Linked DNA regions of Sus scrofa: region 1 is linked to region 2. A link is a contact called in public HiChIP or PLAC-seq data. All regions are on one chromosome and are shown on one strand. Each heading gives the region's core, a stretch centred on a gene start, on an enhancer-like site or on the middle of the called end of the contact. The rest is flanking DNA. Distances are from core to core; before and after follow the strand shown.

The links. HiChIP or PLAC-seq counts read pairs in DNA pulled down with a chosen protein or histone mark.
Region 1: a contact with region 2 is called in an H3K27ac HiChIP or PLAC-seq map of alveolar macrophages. The contact joins two enhancer-like sites. A contact is called at or near these places in 1 of 47 Hi-C or Micro-C datasets (embryonic fibroblasts) and 1 of 2 datasets of contacts at active chromatin or transcription factors (alveolar macrophages).

What each region holds. Positions count from the first base shown.
Region 1 is chr10:54,654,086-54,657,035 of Sscrofa11.1, forward strand. All of the region lies in intron 2 of PLXDC2 (plexin domain-containing protein 2), which reads right to left. Among named protein-coding and RNA genes, the nearest start is that of PLXDC2, 22 kb to the right of the region's middle. Within about 2 kb of position 1,631, at least 8 of the 83 cell types and tissues checked have an H3K27ac peak or open chromatin away from gene starts, as enhancers often do. A contact at or near this core is called in alveolar macrophages, where this site is marked.
Region 2 is chr10:54,500,865-54,503,564 of Sscrofa11.1, forward strand. All of the region lies in intron 3 of PLXDC2 (plexin domain-containing protein 2), which reads right to left. Among named protein-coding and RNA genes, the nearest start is that of PLXDC2, 180 kb to the right of the region's middle. Within about 2 kb of position 1,342, at least 7 of the 83 cell types and tissues checked have an H3K27ac peak or open chromatin away from gene starts, as enhancers often do. A contact at or near this core is called in alveolar macrophages, where this site is marked.

The DNA of each region.
Region 1 (2,950 bases), core at 381-2,880, 150 kb after region 2:
TCACAGCAGCATTATTCGCAATAGCTGCAACATGGATGGAGCCCAAATGTCCACCAGTGGATGGATGGATGAGCCGAATGTGAAATGGATGTATCACGGAATAGTGTTCAGTCTTTATTAAAAAGGAAGGGAGGAGTTCCCGTCGTGGCGCAGTGGTTAACGAATCCGACTAAGAACCATGAGGTTGCGGGTTCGGTCCCTGCCCTTGCTCAGTGGGTTGACGATCTGGCGTTGCCGTGAGCTGTGGTGTAGGTTGCAGACGCGGCTCGGATCCAGCGTTGCTGTGGCTTGGCGTAGGCCGGTGGCTACAGCTCTGATTCAACCCCTAGCCTGGGAACCTCCATATGCCGCGGGAGCGGCCCAAGAAATAGCAACAACAACAACAAAAGACAAAAAGACAAAAGGCCAAAAAAAAAAAAAACAAAAAAAAGGAAGGGGATTCTGACACTCTACAACATGAATAAGCCCTGAGGACATCATGCCAAGGGAAATAAAAGTCACAAAGGACAGATACAGATACTGTATGAATCCACTTATATGAGGTACTAGGACAGTCAAAATCATAGACATGAAAAGTAGAATGGTCGTTGTTGGGAGATGGGAAATGGGGAGTTACTGAATAATGAGTAAAGTTTTATTTTAACAAGATGAAAAGAGTTATGGAGATGGATGGTGGTGATGGTTGCACATTATAATTGCATTTAATACCACTGAACTGTGCACTTCAAAATGGTTAAGATGATAAATTTTATATACCTTTTACCACATCTTTAAAATTTGGGGAAAAATATTGACTTGGTGCGAAGATTAAATGAGATATTATACAGTAAAATTCTTTGTAGAGTTAAAGCGCCATATAAGTATGCAATGGCCTGCCCTTTAGTTTGCCTCCCCACTCCCTCTTCTTCTTCTTGAAGTGGAGCTGCCCCTGATCCCAGTCTAACTCCATCTGGCATTGAAAGAAAAGAGCTCATTCCTGAAATGAATCGTGGTTGAGACATGCAGTGTGCCAAGCCCTGAGCTAAGGATCCAGCAATGAACAGTGAACTGGGTCCCTGCCATCTAAAGGCAACAGAGGCAATACGATGTGGAAAAGATAAAAAAACAACTGTTTTAGTGTGAAGGGGGGGGTGATTTCAGAGAGTGGCCCCTATCTACTGAGTGCATCACAGGCCATTGTGAAAAGATGCCAAGTGAACTGAAACCGGAATAACAAGAAGGAAACAGGAGGGCCCGCGTGGGAAGCATATCCTGCGTGAGAGGAAGTGAAAAACAAACACTGTAGTTTATGATGGGATCAGATAGATAGGCGGAGCCTGCTCACACAGAGCCTTGCAGGCCATGGGGAAAAGATTGGATGCTCCATTTAATTTGATGGAAAGTCACTGGAAGACTTTAAACAAGGGAGCACCACGATTTCATTCATACCGTACAAAGGGAAGGTTTCATGGAACCTGGCCTCCTGGCCACAGTGTTGTGGTCCCAAGGTGGACAAGGAAATCCTTTGACAGGACTTTTAAACTCTGAGCTGGGAGTATGTCAGGCTGAACGCTTCCAGAGTGGCTGACGCCTGAAGATGGCACTCACTGTGTGTCCTGCCACGTGGACCAGCCAAACAGAAGCCTGACTGGAAATGCGCAGACAGGTCCAAGAATGACAGATGGAGAGAGAGAATCTCTGACTGGAAGCCCTGTCCCCAGGGCCGTACCACATTGCTCTTCTTGGGCTCTGCGAGGCTGCTCCCCAAATTCCCTGCTTTGACTAAGCCAGTTCAAGTTAGATTTCTCTTATTTGCTGATAAGAGTCCTCACTTTCTTAAATTAGATGCTATTAGTATGGCTTTTACTATTGCAGTTGTGGGTTATATCCAAAGCTAGTGGTCTTTAAAAAAAGAAGCTAGAGGTCTGCATACATTATTCCTTTAGACTTCCAATACCCTTTGGTGCATTATTGGAAAAAAAAAACAAACTAAGAAACACTTCTCAAAATTGGTTCAAAACCTCCATTAGGGAGACCAACAAGCTGATTTGTCTTAGGGACTTAAATATACTTGATGACAAATTTCAAATGCTGTATTTATTACTATATATTAGAAAACACTACAAAGTTAATATTTAAAATATTAAAAATGTGTGCTATTGTAATTATGTTATATATTAACAAAGCATTATATCATCTATTCTGAACACACAAGCGAGTGTTTCGAGCCTGCAAGTTTTATTAAGAAAACATGTCATAGGTTCACCGAATTACAACTTTTTTTTCCCTTCTTTTTTTTACCAAAATGCAAGTGATAAAAGACTAACTTGTTTTATGCTAGTGACTTTTTACTAATATCTTGTCAGGTTAAATATCAAGAGCCTTATGTGAACAAGAAGTAAACTAAACTAAAAAAAAAAAAAATTGCAAAAAAGTAAAAGGAGACACCTATGTTTCTGATTTACAGTAAAGCATATGACAAAGCCATTTACATAGACAAAAATGATAAATGACTTAACAAGTTCAGTTATAAGCTGATAGATGGATGCACATTTATAATCACATTAGCATTTCTGCATGTTTATGAAACAAAACTCATTAATTTTGCATTCTGTTGTTTTGGCCTTTGCAATGCATTACAAAATTAAAATAGGACAGATAATTTAAGAAAGCACAAAGTTACTGCCTTATGGTCTGTTCATAAATATCATTAAATTATCTGAACCTGACAAGTCACTTTTTCATCTTTTACTTCCTTCTCTACTCATTCACTTCCTCGGCTCCCCTCCCCCACCTCTAAACACACATTCACACAAAATACACACACACACACACACACAGAGCGAAGTCACAGAGCAACGTTCCAATTATTAAGAGAAACAAACTTATAATCTACCCTGAAAGATAATCTACAGCTAAGAAGGTTTTATTGGCTTTAACTTTTGTTCCTGTTTTTAATTTCAGACTTGCG
Region 2 (2,700 bases), core at 92-2,591:
TACTGTTGTCTTTTGTTTTCTTTGTCTTCGTTTCGTGAAAGTGGGATAGAAAGTCCAGACAATGGCAGAGGCTGAGGAGACCGTGCATGGGAACCATTCCGGGCGGTTTAGGTCTCACTGGGACACAGATGATTTTAACAGCCGCTACTACAGTCAGGGCTCTCAGGCAAAACAATTCCGATTCCTGACATCAACTCTGGAAGCTTCTAAGAGGAAAAAGCACACATATTCTCTCATGCCCATTGCTTGTACTAAGCAACATAAAAGGATTATTCCTAAAAGATAAGAAGGATCTTGTCCCAAGGCCCAGCAGAGAGCAGTCACTCTATAACCATTCACTTCCTGTCTTTCCTGTTCCCATTTAACTCAATCAGGCAAAAATTATTTTCCCCCATAGAGATGCAGCAATGTTCAAAAACATGATTTTTAAGGGCCAGGAAAAACAAACCTTGCTGAGAAGTTTCAGATGTAGGCTTTTGCTTCCAGAACAAGTGGTGGTGCGAAGGAGTTGACTTAGGGGACTTGAGATCCCCAATTATCTCCATCAAACCTCAGAACCCCATAAAAATAAACTCAAGAGCTATCCTCCTGTTATGAAATCTAGCTACAAGGCAAGTCCCCTTCCAGCCAGACTGAAACCCTGAATTTACTCCATATTCAGGTGCTGCAGCTGAAAATCATTACATAATCCAACGGCCTTTTTTTTTTTTTTTTTTTTTTCTTTCTTTCTTATATTAGAAGAAGCAGAGTTGAGTAGTAAGGCTAAATCTTGACAGCTGGTCAGGCCTGGGTTTGAACAGCAACTCTTTACTCATTAATGAGAGACCTTAGGAAAAATACTAAACCTAGAGCTGAAGGTACACTCATGTAAGTCACTAATATTAGCCAGTGAACCTGGGCATGCAAACCTCTCCAGGCTGATGTGAGCACCAGGCAAGATGATACCCATGCAGCACCTGGCAGTTCTCAGCACCACATGTGAGTACCCCTACCATCTTTCCTGCTTTGTATTGATTCAAAATACCTGGCATAATGTGGTCTCCCTCTGTTAAGGTGGAAAAAGAGAAAAATTGGCTGAATAATAAAATCATGTCTATAATAACAATAGGATTGTATTTTGAGGAGTGTTAATACATTGCGAGGCAAAAGGATTTTCTGTTTTACAAATGATTCAAAAAATTCAGCATCCTGCAGGGAGAAGACAAAATTCCAGGAGTCTGGATTCTCCCCTTTTAATCTCAATAGGTTACTAGGTTCTGGGCAGAGAGTAAACACTCTGCTTCTGTTGAGCTCTCCTTTCTTTAAACTGCACCCTGGCTAAAGAGCAGCTTCTGGAAGAATTATGTTGCCTACACTGAGTTGCTATAACAACATTGCTGCCAAAATAGCAGGCACTCTGCAGGAGTCAGAATAGCCTCTTCTAGATAGCTATGACTTCTGCTCCTAGCACATCCTCTGTTGCCTGGTTAAGGGGCTTGGCCGGGACCACCAGAGTCACATACTAGCTAAGGAGATGGAGGAGCGTTGTTAAAATTGTTGAGCTTCTCACATACACAGCATTCCCATGGCCTGTGCTTCAGATCTGAGATTCCTCTCACCACCAGGGAACCAAATGATGCCGTGATACTACCTGTAGAACCATGTTGTTATCTATTTCGTGAAGTTGACTTCTTTTCCTAAATAATGAGTATTTCAAGGCAGTAAAAATAATGTTGCCTCGTTCTTTCATAATATAAGCCTATTATTACCTGGGAGATGTAGGAACTGAAAGTTGGGGTTGAAAGAAGACCCAAACAGACAATGTCTAGACCATGGATGACATCAGAACTCTGACCCCAGTCTCCAGAGCAACCCGTCCAGGGAGCCAAAACACAGTCTGGAACAATCAGTCCAGAAGGTGCAGAACTTGATTCCTCACTGACAGCTTCTCTATTTTTTGTCTCCCTGCCCCACTCCAGACTAACCAACAGGAAGTCAAATATGTTCCCAAAATCAACCGCATGAGATGTTCTTCTTCTGACTTGCCACGTCCAGCTTCTTCATGTCAACAACCAGAATTGGAGCATACCTGGAGCCTTCTCTTGTTTCAACTGAAAAATTTTCCAACGCCCCTGACTGTTTTTAAGTCTCTGCCACTGGCCAAGTGACGGAAGCTAAAAGAGACTGAATAAACAGCTTCTGTTCTCATTTGACTGTTTTTTGCTTAATTCCATAAGACTCACCTGTTTGTTTTTGTTATATCTAGTGTACTAACAAGATCCTATTTCACGATTTGCAGTGCTAAAAATGATAGAAAATGAAGCAATGCAATACCACCCTCGAGGTCTCCAGGCAACACCCAGATCTGCCTAAAATGTGCCTACAGCAAACTTCCATGCTCACCAAACCCATCTCCAACCATCCTTCTCCTTCCACTTCGTGGCTCCAACCGTAAGAAAAATTACAGACAATCCTAGAGTGACCAGCCATTCCAGCTTGCCCAGAACTGCCCCATTTTTAGCACTGAAAGTTCTGCATCCCGGGAAACCCCTCGATTCCAGGTAAACTGGGACAGTTGGTCAGCATCTGAGACGTCTCACCATGTCACGCCCTCCTAAGACTCGTCCCCTGCACATGTAATTTGTTCTGCCAGGAATCTTCTCTTTTTCCATCGAGAGATTATCAAGCTGGTGAACTCCCCTCGATGGGCCAAGCCTGTGC